2 separate regions of the Arachis hypogaea genome follow, and region 1 is linked to region 2. A link is a contact called in public Hi-C data. All regions are on one chromosome and are shown on one strand. The core of a region is the stretch at or near the end of the contact, and the rest is flanking DNA. Distances in the headings are between cores, read along the strand shown. Region 1 holds the start of LOC112722475 (ABC transporter A family member 7). Region 2 holds the start of LOC112722473 (protein IQ-DOMAIN 31).

What was found. A called contact is a pair of places that touch in the nucleus more often than the background predicts.
Region 1: a Hi-C map of an unstated tissue shows a contact between it and region 2, with 4 times the contacts expected there. The contact joins the promoter of LOC112722475 here to the promoter of LOC112722473 in region 2. A contact is called at or near these places in 4 of 8 Hi-C or Micro-C datasets (leaf and an unstated tissue).

What each region holds. Positions count from the first base shown.
Region 1 is chr11:122,534,179-122,539,827 of arahy.Tifrunner.gnm2.J5K5, reverse strand. LOC112722475 (ABC transporter A family member 7) reads right to left here and starts at 3,422. Exons shown (of 18, transcript XM_025773516.3): 1 at 3,255-3,422; 2 at 2,806-3,178; 3 at 1,866-1,945; 4 at 1,632-1,782; 5 at 1,308-1,442; 6 at 1,121-1,233; 7 at 599-763; 8 at 115-277; 9 at 1-27. The coding sequence starts at 3,320.
Region 2 is chr11:122,376,769-122,382,309 of arahy.Tifrunner.gnm2.J5K5, reverse strand. LOC112722473 (protein IQ-DOMAIN 31) reads right to left here and starts at 3,138. Exons shown (of 8, transcript XM_072207188.1): 1 at 2,637-3,138; 2 at 2,255-2,294; 3 at 792-889; 4 at 307-564. The coding sequence starts at 875. It overlaps LOC112722471, which reads left to right and starts at 4,397. Exons shown (of 6, transcript XM_025773509.3): 1 at 4,397-4,725; 2 at 4,808-4,934; 3 at 5,541. The coding sequence starts at 4,683.

The DNA.
Region 1 (5,649 bases), core at 2,173-4,672, 160 kb before region 2:
AGTTATTCTCTCTGAAGAAATGGAATCCTGAAAAGGAAAATTAAATATCGTCAGTATTAAAGAGAATTGGAAAACACCAACAATGCTATACAGTTCAAATGGTTGTATTCATACCAAAGAATGAACCCATTAACACAAAGCACAGCATGTAGGCCATGGAAATGGCAAGAAAATAAGCATAGGAAATCAACCAGTATGGTCCATCTCCAAGACCATGCATTTTCATCATCATTCTTATTTTGTGCTGCTTCTCATACACCAACGATATCAGAATAACCTGCATAAAAAATTTTAGAGAAAAAAAAGTTTATTCCTGTTGAACAGCTAAATATACAACAAAATAAATTCTATTGTGTTCACATTATATATTGTTCAGTGTGCAAGAAACATTAAAAAGAAGAAGGCAGAAAAAACACAACATAGGGATAAGTAGGAATGTGAGGCATATTTCAAAAAATCAAAACTAGTTAAAAGAAAAACATTTTTTCAACATAATGGCAACACAACTCACTCATTTCTGTTAACTACTGTTTCATAGATACAAACAAATTGATTATATTCATAGTTGATCAATTTGTTCAGATATTTCTGCTCTTACAGGAAACAGTTGAAGGATGACCCATGTATAGAACAAACCACCCAGGAGAGAAGTTATATCAATCATTGTTGTGTCTGAGGATGCAGGTTTTGGCATTTCCTCTATAAAGTCAAATAACATCTTGGTACCATTTCCCAGCAAAAACTTCAAGAAGGCATTTGATATCTGCATGCATGCATAGATATACTAGAAGTCAGTCCCTATTGAAATATGTTACCAACACAAAATTGCTAATAATATATGTATAGAGGAATTGCTATTTCTATACCAACTTTGTAAAATTTACTGATGCAGTTAGTTTTCAAATGGTAATGACTAAAGCAAGTTTCTGTTGTTCAAATCTACTAGAGTACCAATAAATGAAGTACGTGTTTGAACTCTAGTGTTTACTTTGCTAGATAAAACAAAATGTTGGAAAGATTTTTCTGCTACATTATGTCATATACATTATTATTAGAAAACGGGATATGATGTCCAAAGAAAACAATGAGAGACAAGCAATAACAAGATTTAGACACATACCATATTTACAGAACGAGGAGTGCGGCTCAAGTTGATCTTATCTCTATTGTCATGTTTGTAAATTAAAAAGCTAACATTAAAAATATTCTTATTCGAATTTAGAAAGTCAAAAGCTGCAAAAACAACATTAAATTAGTATGGTTTTCCACAGATTAAATAAATTTAAACATAATGGTATACTAAGTACCTCCACTAATAGGATTCTTGTATAACGTGTAACCTGTTGTATCATCATCACAATCTTCAACTTGTAGCTCATCCCATATATCAGAAAAAGTCTTGCGCCATAAGGTAAAAGCCTGAGTACAATTCACCTTAACATCTAAAGAAATTAAACTTTTAATTAGTGATAAAAGCTCAAGGCATCTGATTCAAGCCATGCATATCTAACAGAGTCAGAAAAGAGAGTGTTCATCAAAGTTTTCAATGCAACATGCTCAAATAATGTCATTATCATGTCTACAAAAATGTCATTATCACAAGAAACACGTCATGTTCTGTAGTTCAATACCTCGGATCATTTTGGAGTCTCCCTCGTTGAAGTTAAAGGAGAAACTAGAGTTCACCTTACACTGATCTTGTTGTAGACGATAAAGGATATAAGAGTTAATACTTAACGCAGGGTCCACAAAAAGGGTTGAATCCAACCCAAATTCAGTTCCCTGCACAGTTTCTGATGGTTACACCAACAACAGGTTTTGAAACAGAAGACAAACGGAAGAAGCAGTAAATAATATTGACTCACCAGAACAACTGATGCCAAACTAGCCATGATATCAGACTCATTTATACTCAACTCAGTTGGGAACATAGTTCCAAATAAACCTGCACAAATAAATTTGAAAGAGAAAATAAACAAAATAAAAAAGGTTAATCAACTACATTTTTCTCAAAATGTAGTTTCCACAACATATCACTCCATTTCAGGTGACGTCTATTCTTTTCTGCATGGCATTCTTTTAGAATTATTCATCATACACTCGTGCAGTCGTGCTTCATCTAAAAGCTTAACTTTTGTGATAACTGAATTCATGATAAATACAAAACCAGCGACTTAAACTTAAACTTGAATTTACATCAGATTGCATGTGCAAAATATATAATTATATACTATGAAAAAAAATAAAAGTGATTCCATAAATTAAATTTTCTATCTGATTGAACCAAAAAGAAAAATGATTTCTCTTAAAGATTCCTCTTAAAAGCATTTAAAGAAACTAAAAACTAATATTTTTCAACAAAATTATAAGAACATATGAAGTGTCATTTTTTTTCAGTCAAGAAAAAGAAATTTTAGACAAAATTATTTGTGTATCTCTTCTAAATAACTAACTTGTAACTGTAAAATTTTTTCATAAGTCGGTGAAATTCAAACCCAATGAACTGATTTCGTGCACCTCACCCTTTGATTTTAACTCTCCATGGACTCAAAACTATCCAAAAAGATGGTTAATATAAAAGTTTTAACAATAAAATAAATTTTTAGAACATATAAAAAATATTAATTATTTCAGTGACTAAAATTTAGTGTCTAATTTATTAAAAAAATTAAAAATTGATATGTAATTTAAAAAATATAAAAATAAATAATTTTTAAATATTTAATATTTACTTTAAAATATAAATTTTAGAATTTCCACACCAAAATAGAAGCCACCAAAGAATTGACCATAAAAAAAACTTACTTTCTCCAAAAAATTGGTCAGTGCCAGTGAAGAGCATGGTGACATTGCGGGCGGCATCATTGCTGAAGAATCCGTCGCCGACGTCAAGTTGCAAAAGGGGAGGCCACTCCGGTGGGTAGGGTACGGGACACTTCTTGGCATCCTCTTGGCCCAAGAATCGGGGCCCACACACCTTCTCTGAATCCGGGCACTTGGCATGGGGCCCGATGTCGTGAACGCAGACGCAGCCTTTGCAGGCGGCGGCCTTCGTCTTCTCCTCGTCTTGAAGCGACGCTCTCTGCACGATGTCGACCGCCGTTTGGAGCGCGTAGAGCAGTACGACGAGGATCACCGGGAACAGCACCAGCCTCACGTTGGTCTTGACATCGCGTTTCTGTAAGAAAGTGAGGAAGAATTAACGAAGCAAGAAAAGAAGAAGATGAGATGGTTGGAATTGGAAGGTAGGTAACCTGGTAAGTTAAGTTCTTGCGGAGAAGAGCGTTAGCCTGTGTCCAGAAGCTAGCTGGGTTGGACATTGTTGTTTTCTGTTGAATGCAAAGTGTTTCAGTGTCTCCGCGTGAACGTAACCTTGTTATATCAGGTACTACTTACTACTAATGTACACTGCACTACTGCAGTTCCTTTTTCTCTTGTAGGTATGTTTTTCCAGGATTTTTTTTATTCAACCATATTATAATATTAAAATTAATTATTGATATAAAATATATATTAAAAAAATAAAAAAATATATATTAAAAATAAATTAAATTATATATATTTATATATAATTATATATTAATTTTAATATTTAAATAATATTTTTTATTTTTATTTAAAAATAAGTTAATTTTTAAAATATATTAAAATATAAAATATATTAAAATATTAAACGGGGATACTTTTTAAATTTTAAAAATATATTTACATCATTTTAAAGTATTTTACAAACCGATCATCAAAAAATGTATTTTACAAACCCCCGGGGATTCAGATAAAGCCAAAGAAATGCAGTGTACAATGCAAACAAAAAATATAAAGCCAAAGGATTTTCGATCCAATTTAGGGTGCACACAATGCTTCTCCACTAAGAAAGAACATATAAATGTATGGATATATGTTTCCTTCTTTTGTTTATGACATAAGAGGCAATACTAACCTTATCTGGGGTATTCAATCCAATTCAATCCAATCTTATTTATAGGGTTGGCAATCTAATTTATAGTGCTCCAGGTTAAAAGCTGAACAGATTAAGTTGCGAATAACATTGAGTGTGAATTTAGACCTAATTTAACTCTATTTATTTTTATTTTTGATATATTATAGTATATAATTAAAAATTACAGTTTCGTTATACATATAAATTTTTTTGGTAAATAAATTCATACAAATTAATTTTAACCTAACAAAACTCATTTACATAATGTGTACCTAAAATTATGTCGTTTTTTTTTCAATATTTATATTCTGCGTTCGTCCTCCTCTTCCTCCTCCTTCTCTTTCTTGTTTATGTTTCTCCTCCTTTTTCTTCATGTTCCTTTTTCTTATTCGCGTGTTTCATCCTGACCTAGACGATGGTGAAAATATTTGCATAAAACTCCGATGCCTAAATTAACAAGAGTTTTTAGTATGTTTCAATGAGATTAGATTATAAAAAAATGCTTGTTTGATAGAGTATTTATAGAATAAAAGTATTAGACTTAGTCATTTCTTGGAAATGACTCTTAGAGATCATGAGTGGTTATTTCCTTTATAATGTGGGATATCATCCCCATGTTCAGGGTGGTTACCACTTAGATGTGGTAACCAAAGTAGGGGGAGCACTTAATTTGCTCCCCAAATCAGATCGGATAAAAGTTTCAGAGACTCATATCTAAGCTAGGTTTTTTGTAGCAATTTTAGGGTTATTGGGCCAATCTTGGCAGGCTTAATTTCGAATGTAGCATGTATGTTGGACACGAAGTGAGCTGGGCATGTAGAGTGTAGCACTTTTCTGATGAGCCTCCTAGTTCTTTCGGATCACTTGGAACTATATCAAAATTAAGAAAATCGATGTATGATGTCATCCATCCCAGGTCGTGCCCCACGACTACGAGTACTTCCGAGTTGACCTCTATTTTCGAGATTGATGGTTCTTGAAGCATCTCCTGTCTCAGGCTTCTGTAGCTGCCCCAGGTTTGGTGCTTGGCAACTTTGATAGGGCGTCTGCTCTATTGTTGTCATCCCAAGATATGTGTCAGACTTTCACCTCCTGAAATTCAGATATTAGTTTGATGGTTATCTCAAGATACTTCTTCATGGAAGAATCCTTGGCTTGATAGCTCCCATTAATTTGCAAGGTAACGACTTGGGAGTCACTGTGGATTACCCCCTTTTTAGCTCTTACTTCTATTGCAAGTTGGAATCCAACCAACACGACTTCATATTTTACCTAATTATTGGAAGCTTGAAAGTCGAATTTGAGTGATAATTCTAACCTTGTGCCTCCCAAGTTTTTTAGGATGACTTCTGCTCCACTACCAATAATAAGATCCGTCGACATATATATGCCAGCTTGAGTCTTCTAACTTGTATTCACCTGCATATTCTGCTAGGAAGTCGGTTAAGCATTGGGATTTAATGCAGTCCAAGCTTTGTACCTTAGATCAAACTCGGATAGCTTTGTAGCCCATTGTAATATTCTTCATGTGAGGTTGGTTTTCTACAATATGCTCTTCATTAGATGGATGGTGCAGACTCAGACAATGTAGACTTGGAAGTAAGGTTGGAGCGGTCTAGAAGAAAGTATGAGAGCATATGCAATTTTTTTTTATCTTCTGATAGTTTAATTCGAACCCCTGAAGTACTTTGCTCGTGAAGTACACTGGA
Region 2 (5,541 bases), core at 1,889-4,388:
CATGTTTTTCAATTATTGGAGACAAGCAGCAGAAAACTAAAGACAGCAACAAATATTTTTATGAAATATGGAATTCTGCCACGAGTGTCACAACAATGGGAACCAGGGAGCATTGGACTCCATGAAAGATACAGTTAAGAATTATTGAAATATGAAGAAAGTAATTATAACTTTTATTTTACAGACCATAAACGTAAGAGTGACATTAAATTGACAACTAAACCTGACTGCGTTTCAGATCAAAAGGGAGGACGAAGACATTAACAAGTTCTATGGATTCTAACAGTAACTAAATGAGTCACTTACCAAGTAACCCCTGAAAGCAGCCTGTGCCTTTGTTGCTGCTTCCTCCAGCTTTATTTTCTCTGGATCAGGTGGTGAATCTTGGAGAACAGATCCCACTGTGTTTATTTCTTGATTTTCATTTAAAACAGTTTCTGACTCATTATTCTCCAGCACCAGCTCTTCCTCATTTTTGGCCACGGTATTGGGGGTTGGATCTAAAGACAAATCAGTTTCTGATACCTTGGAAGTCACCACTCCTTCCTTTTGATTAACAAGCTTCTGAATGAAATTATAGGAATCTAAATCAGGAGTCTCATTACAAAGGAGAAAGCTAATATCAAAATAGATCACTTTTCTTGAGAAAATTAAGTGAAACAATGATACTTTTCAAAAAATACGCAATAGCCATGATTCCTAGTTTCCATTCCTATGCATAATCCTAACATAAAATATAGACAAGGTGCTGTATTAACTATTGTTTTAAGTTTTAACTATCATACTATTACCTCTCTTCCTTTTGAAATATTTGATTTCGATGACTTCTTCCCAAACAATACAGTTTTGATCCATTTTCCTGGTGACTTCCCCATTGTAAGACCAGGGCCTGTAAAGAGGCAAAAAAAGTGAACCTGGACTTTAAATTGATCCTCCTGATAATAACTTCACATAATCATATTAAAACTCAAACAAATTAAGCAACACAGAAAAAAAAAAAAAAAAAAAAAAACTTCATCCAGAAGAAATCAAGAAAGATGCCAGCTTAACAAGATCACCAAATTCAGTGACTTTAGTTAGTTCACTTAAAAAGTGCAGTCAACTGATAGTCCCTTTAGGTGGCGAAGCATATATAGGAACTGGGAGGGTAAAAATCCAAAATGTAAAAAAACCCTGCAAAATGTTATACTTCAAGAAGTAGAGCTCATTAAATTCATAAGATTAATAAATGCCTTATGAGAAATATCAAATAGACAAATTTTATAAAGGAACACTATTTGCACGATTGCATCCATTTATCAAAGTATATCTGATGATGGCATCTCATTTAATTTAAAATTATGCTAAGAAGGTAACTTCTATACTAGAAGGTAACTTCTGGCTTAAGTGATCTTGGTAATAAATAAATAGTCTTTAATGAATGACATAACAAAGGAAAATAATGAATAATCAAAACACAAGAGAATAATTATTTTTGCTAATCCTACAAATCTCAACAACGTAAGACGATAATCACCTCAAAAGCAAAAGAAGACTTAGGCTACTAATAAGAGTTAAAAAAGAGTAAAGGCTTGCAGACCATGTACACAAGGAAATAATGGCGCAATCAGCTAAAAACACCAAAAAGAGACAACATCATGTACAATTAGTAACAACTAACAAGCATCTTTTTATCCTATGCAATAATACATCATCACCGCAAAGCAAAAAAGAAAACGCATCGTTTTTTTATTTTTCAAGTTTCGACATGATGCACCGTCACACATTAACTCTTCTAGTAATAACCTTCACCGAAAACACCTCTACCACAAATTTAAACAAAAAAAAGATAAAAGGAAAAAAAAAAGTGCCATCACCGACAGTCATAGCATAATGGAAATGAAATGATGAAACTATCAAACAAGTTTGCAAGTCGAATTCAGGTTCAATCTCCCAACCTCCCACAGCAACTTGACGGAATTTCCAAGCAGCAAATCATAAAAAAAATAAAAATAAAAATAGAAAATTCAACAAGGAATGCAACAACAACGGAGATTGGAGAATGTAAAATATGAAACGTGACAGACATCCAAAGAAATCGGTAGCTCAAAACAAAGTTGAAAATTCACAAAGAAAGTATATTGGAACAAACAAGATCTGAAGAAAGCAAGAGCTAACAGATATAGAACACTGCTTAATCCACAAGTTCACAAACCAGTGTGTGAAGTTGGAGCTGGCCAGAAAAAAAGAGTGAGATTAGATCTGAGTGTTTTACCTGACCAATGTGGAACCTCTTCACTTCAAATCTACCATCCCTGTCAACCACACACACAACCAACCAACCTATCAGATTACAAATATAAAAATTACTCAATTATTTTCTTCTCAAATTTTTTTATATATGAGGAAAATATTTAACATACACTGACGACTGGGGAGAGAGAGAAAGAAAGAGAGTGAGGGAGAGAGGTTGATCCTAATTCCTAAAGCTGCATCAATTTTGTGGTTGCTTTGTTTGGTTGTTCTGTGAAGTGTGCTAGCTGGAAGACTGGAAAAAATTTGTTAAAAGAAAAAAAAAAACTGGAGATAAAAAGATTGGATAATTTGTGGGGAGGAGTATGTGTGTTTCACGCTCACGCGACAATCTTGCTCCTTACCGTTCGATGCGATGACTTGATTCGGGTTCTGAACGTTGATGTGAGATCCACGGTTTGATGGAAGGGTGAGTAGGAAAGCTAGTGGTAGATTCGATGGCACGTGAAAAGAAAGGAAGTGGGGGTGATTTTAAAATTTGGGGGGTGGTTTGTTTTTGGTAGTCGAGGGTGCAGTTACTTCAAAAGCAAGTGTTCCTTCCGGCTCCTTTAAAATCTTTATTCCAAAGCATTGCGAAATGACTGCATCACCGTCGGGACTTAATCTGGATAGCACGCGCGGCGGCACGTTTCCAGTGTTGAGAAATGTGAGCCGTTGATTCGGGAGGAGGATCAAGGAGGCAAACACTGGGCGCGTGGCGTTTGGTGTAGTGGTTTGCGTGGTGCATGCAATGGGAGCCACGCTGGCACGAGGGTCTCTCCTACCGCTCTCCCTCGTTATTGCGTCAGGACAAAGACAAACGCAGAGGATGTAAATATGTGTAATCAAGTGGTGCCATTCTATTGTAGTGTGTAGTGTGTACTGTTTATACTTTATAGCTTTCCTACTCTCCAGTCGGCACTTAACTTTGCTAAAATAGATTTTCTCAATTTCTTTTTAATTAAAAGAATAAAATATAATCTTTAATTTTTTTAATATTTTTTTATGTTTTTTATCTCACTTATAAAATATATAATAAAAAATCATATTTTATTATCTTAAGTAAAACAAAAAATTGAAAAGATCCATTCTGGCACTTGCTATTACTACTACTACACATCTACAACTTATTTATTTAACTACTTTTTACCTACATAATTGTCATTAACATGTTCATGCTCATTCAATACATTGATATATCATGTCTATTTTGTATTTTCATATTCAGCTAGAACCTAGAAATCAATTCATAAGTTATTTCCAATTATTAATTAAATAAGTTGAAATTACAAATTAAGATTTAGTTAAGAAATTAAATGTATTATACTATAAGTTACTTCCTCCTTTCTAAAATAATTATCTTTTTTTAAGTATATTAAAAAATTAATTTATTTGAACCATTTTTTTATCTAAATGTTTTAATTTTGTAATGGACCTAAAAGTTAAATGATAAGAATTCTTTCAAAAAGGAATGATCTTGTATGTTTAAGTATTTAACACCACCCCCCCCCCCCCCCCGGCCCTTTCTCTTCTTTTTCTTTTTCTTTCTCTTTCGTTTCTCTTCCCCCCTTCTTTAAGTTTATAGTTTTGGGTCCACAATATAATGTTGTGGACTTGTGGTAGTTAACAGTTCAGATCAATCATAAGAGTGAGCCTGGAATCCAATCCGGCTATCCGTTAGTGGGAAGAACCGAAGAAGTATGGGCCAAGTGACACTATTGCATTATCTCTCTCTGTAAAATTGTAAAGCAATTTTTTACCAACGAAAGGGGCCCTAAAACGGAACGGAACACGAAATTATAAGAAGAAATAACGGCTCACTTGAGTTTGAAATTTGAAATGCCAACAGCAAAGGAGCCTCATGATGCCGGGCCCAACGGGGTCCCCTCCCTCCATCTCCGGCTCCCCAGTCCCCACTAATAATCTTGACTTTGCTTTTCAAAATAAAGAATAAAAAAAGAAAAGAAAGAAAATATTAAATACAAGGTACAAGATTTTATAGGATAAAAAATGAATTTACACTAAAAAATAATAATATAAGAATTGATTTAGTTTATTGTCCAAATGTCCAATAAACACAACCATGACCCAACTGACAAAAGAGCTTCCACGTCAGCATCAAGGATGGCCCCGTTTTCTTTAGCAGTTTGCCGTTCGCTGAGAGTGGTGTTTCCGTTGGGCAATTTTGAGTTTTGGTTTCTCCCGCCTCAGAAGGACACTTGTCAACACCACAGACCACACAGCCTTATAAAACCCTCTTCGAACGCGCTTCGTCGTATTTTATATTTTTATTCATCCAAAAAACCAAACTCAAACACGAAGACTCGTAGCAGAGCAGTTACAACCTCTCAATCTCATACACAAAATAACCGTTTGCTTTGTCTGTGGTGCTCCGAACTCAATTCGATTCCATGGAAGAACCAATCAAGGAACAACCCTCTGGTGGTGTTTCTGGTACAATTGAATTGAATTTTGCTTCTAATATGCATGCATAGATAGTGTGTAATTACAATAACTGTATGTGCTTCTTGTTCAGCGGGGAACTCTGGTTCGCTGAGGCCAAAGCTTCAGCGATACGCACTGCGTTCCTCTATCAAATCCAAGGAACAGAAGCAGCCAGGTGCACTCGATCGCTCCAACTCTTCTGAATCTAACACTAAGAGGTACTTTCTTTCATTTTTTGAATTTACTTAGTTATGTCTTTGTTAGGTTTCACCTTTGGAACTATGGGATTAGAGTGTGTAAAATGAAGCGAAGTGTTTGAAACAAAGATTGTACGGATCTAACTTCTTATATTAAGAACTTGTGGAACTTTGTTGTGCGAAATTACTGAAGCATTTGCTAGAATAATAAAATATTAATATAATAGTAATAATCTGTCTGGAACATGTTTGTACTTCGGGACAAAAAAAAGTGTACTAACTCATGATCAGTTATATTTAATCTTTAAATTTATTATGATTATGTTTATGATTATCAAATCTCTGTGTACTAACTCCAACATTAAGTATGTTATTATATTAATTGCTTGGTTATTTGTATTGCCAATTCCCTCTTTTTTAAAATTTTGAGGAATTTTTTCCTTACTCTTATCGTATAGACATATCACATGCACATTGTCCTCATGTAAATTATACTTAAGTAACAAGTACATGTCTTATTTTGAATTGTGATAATGTAAATGTATCTATTGTATAGTATACGTATGTATATGGATATGTATAATGACTATATATCTATTTTAAAGAGAGATCTTATTTCATCTTCAGA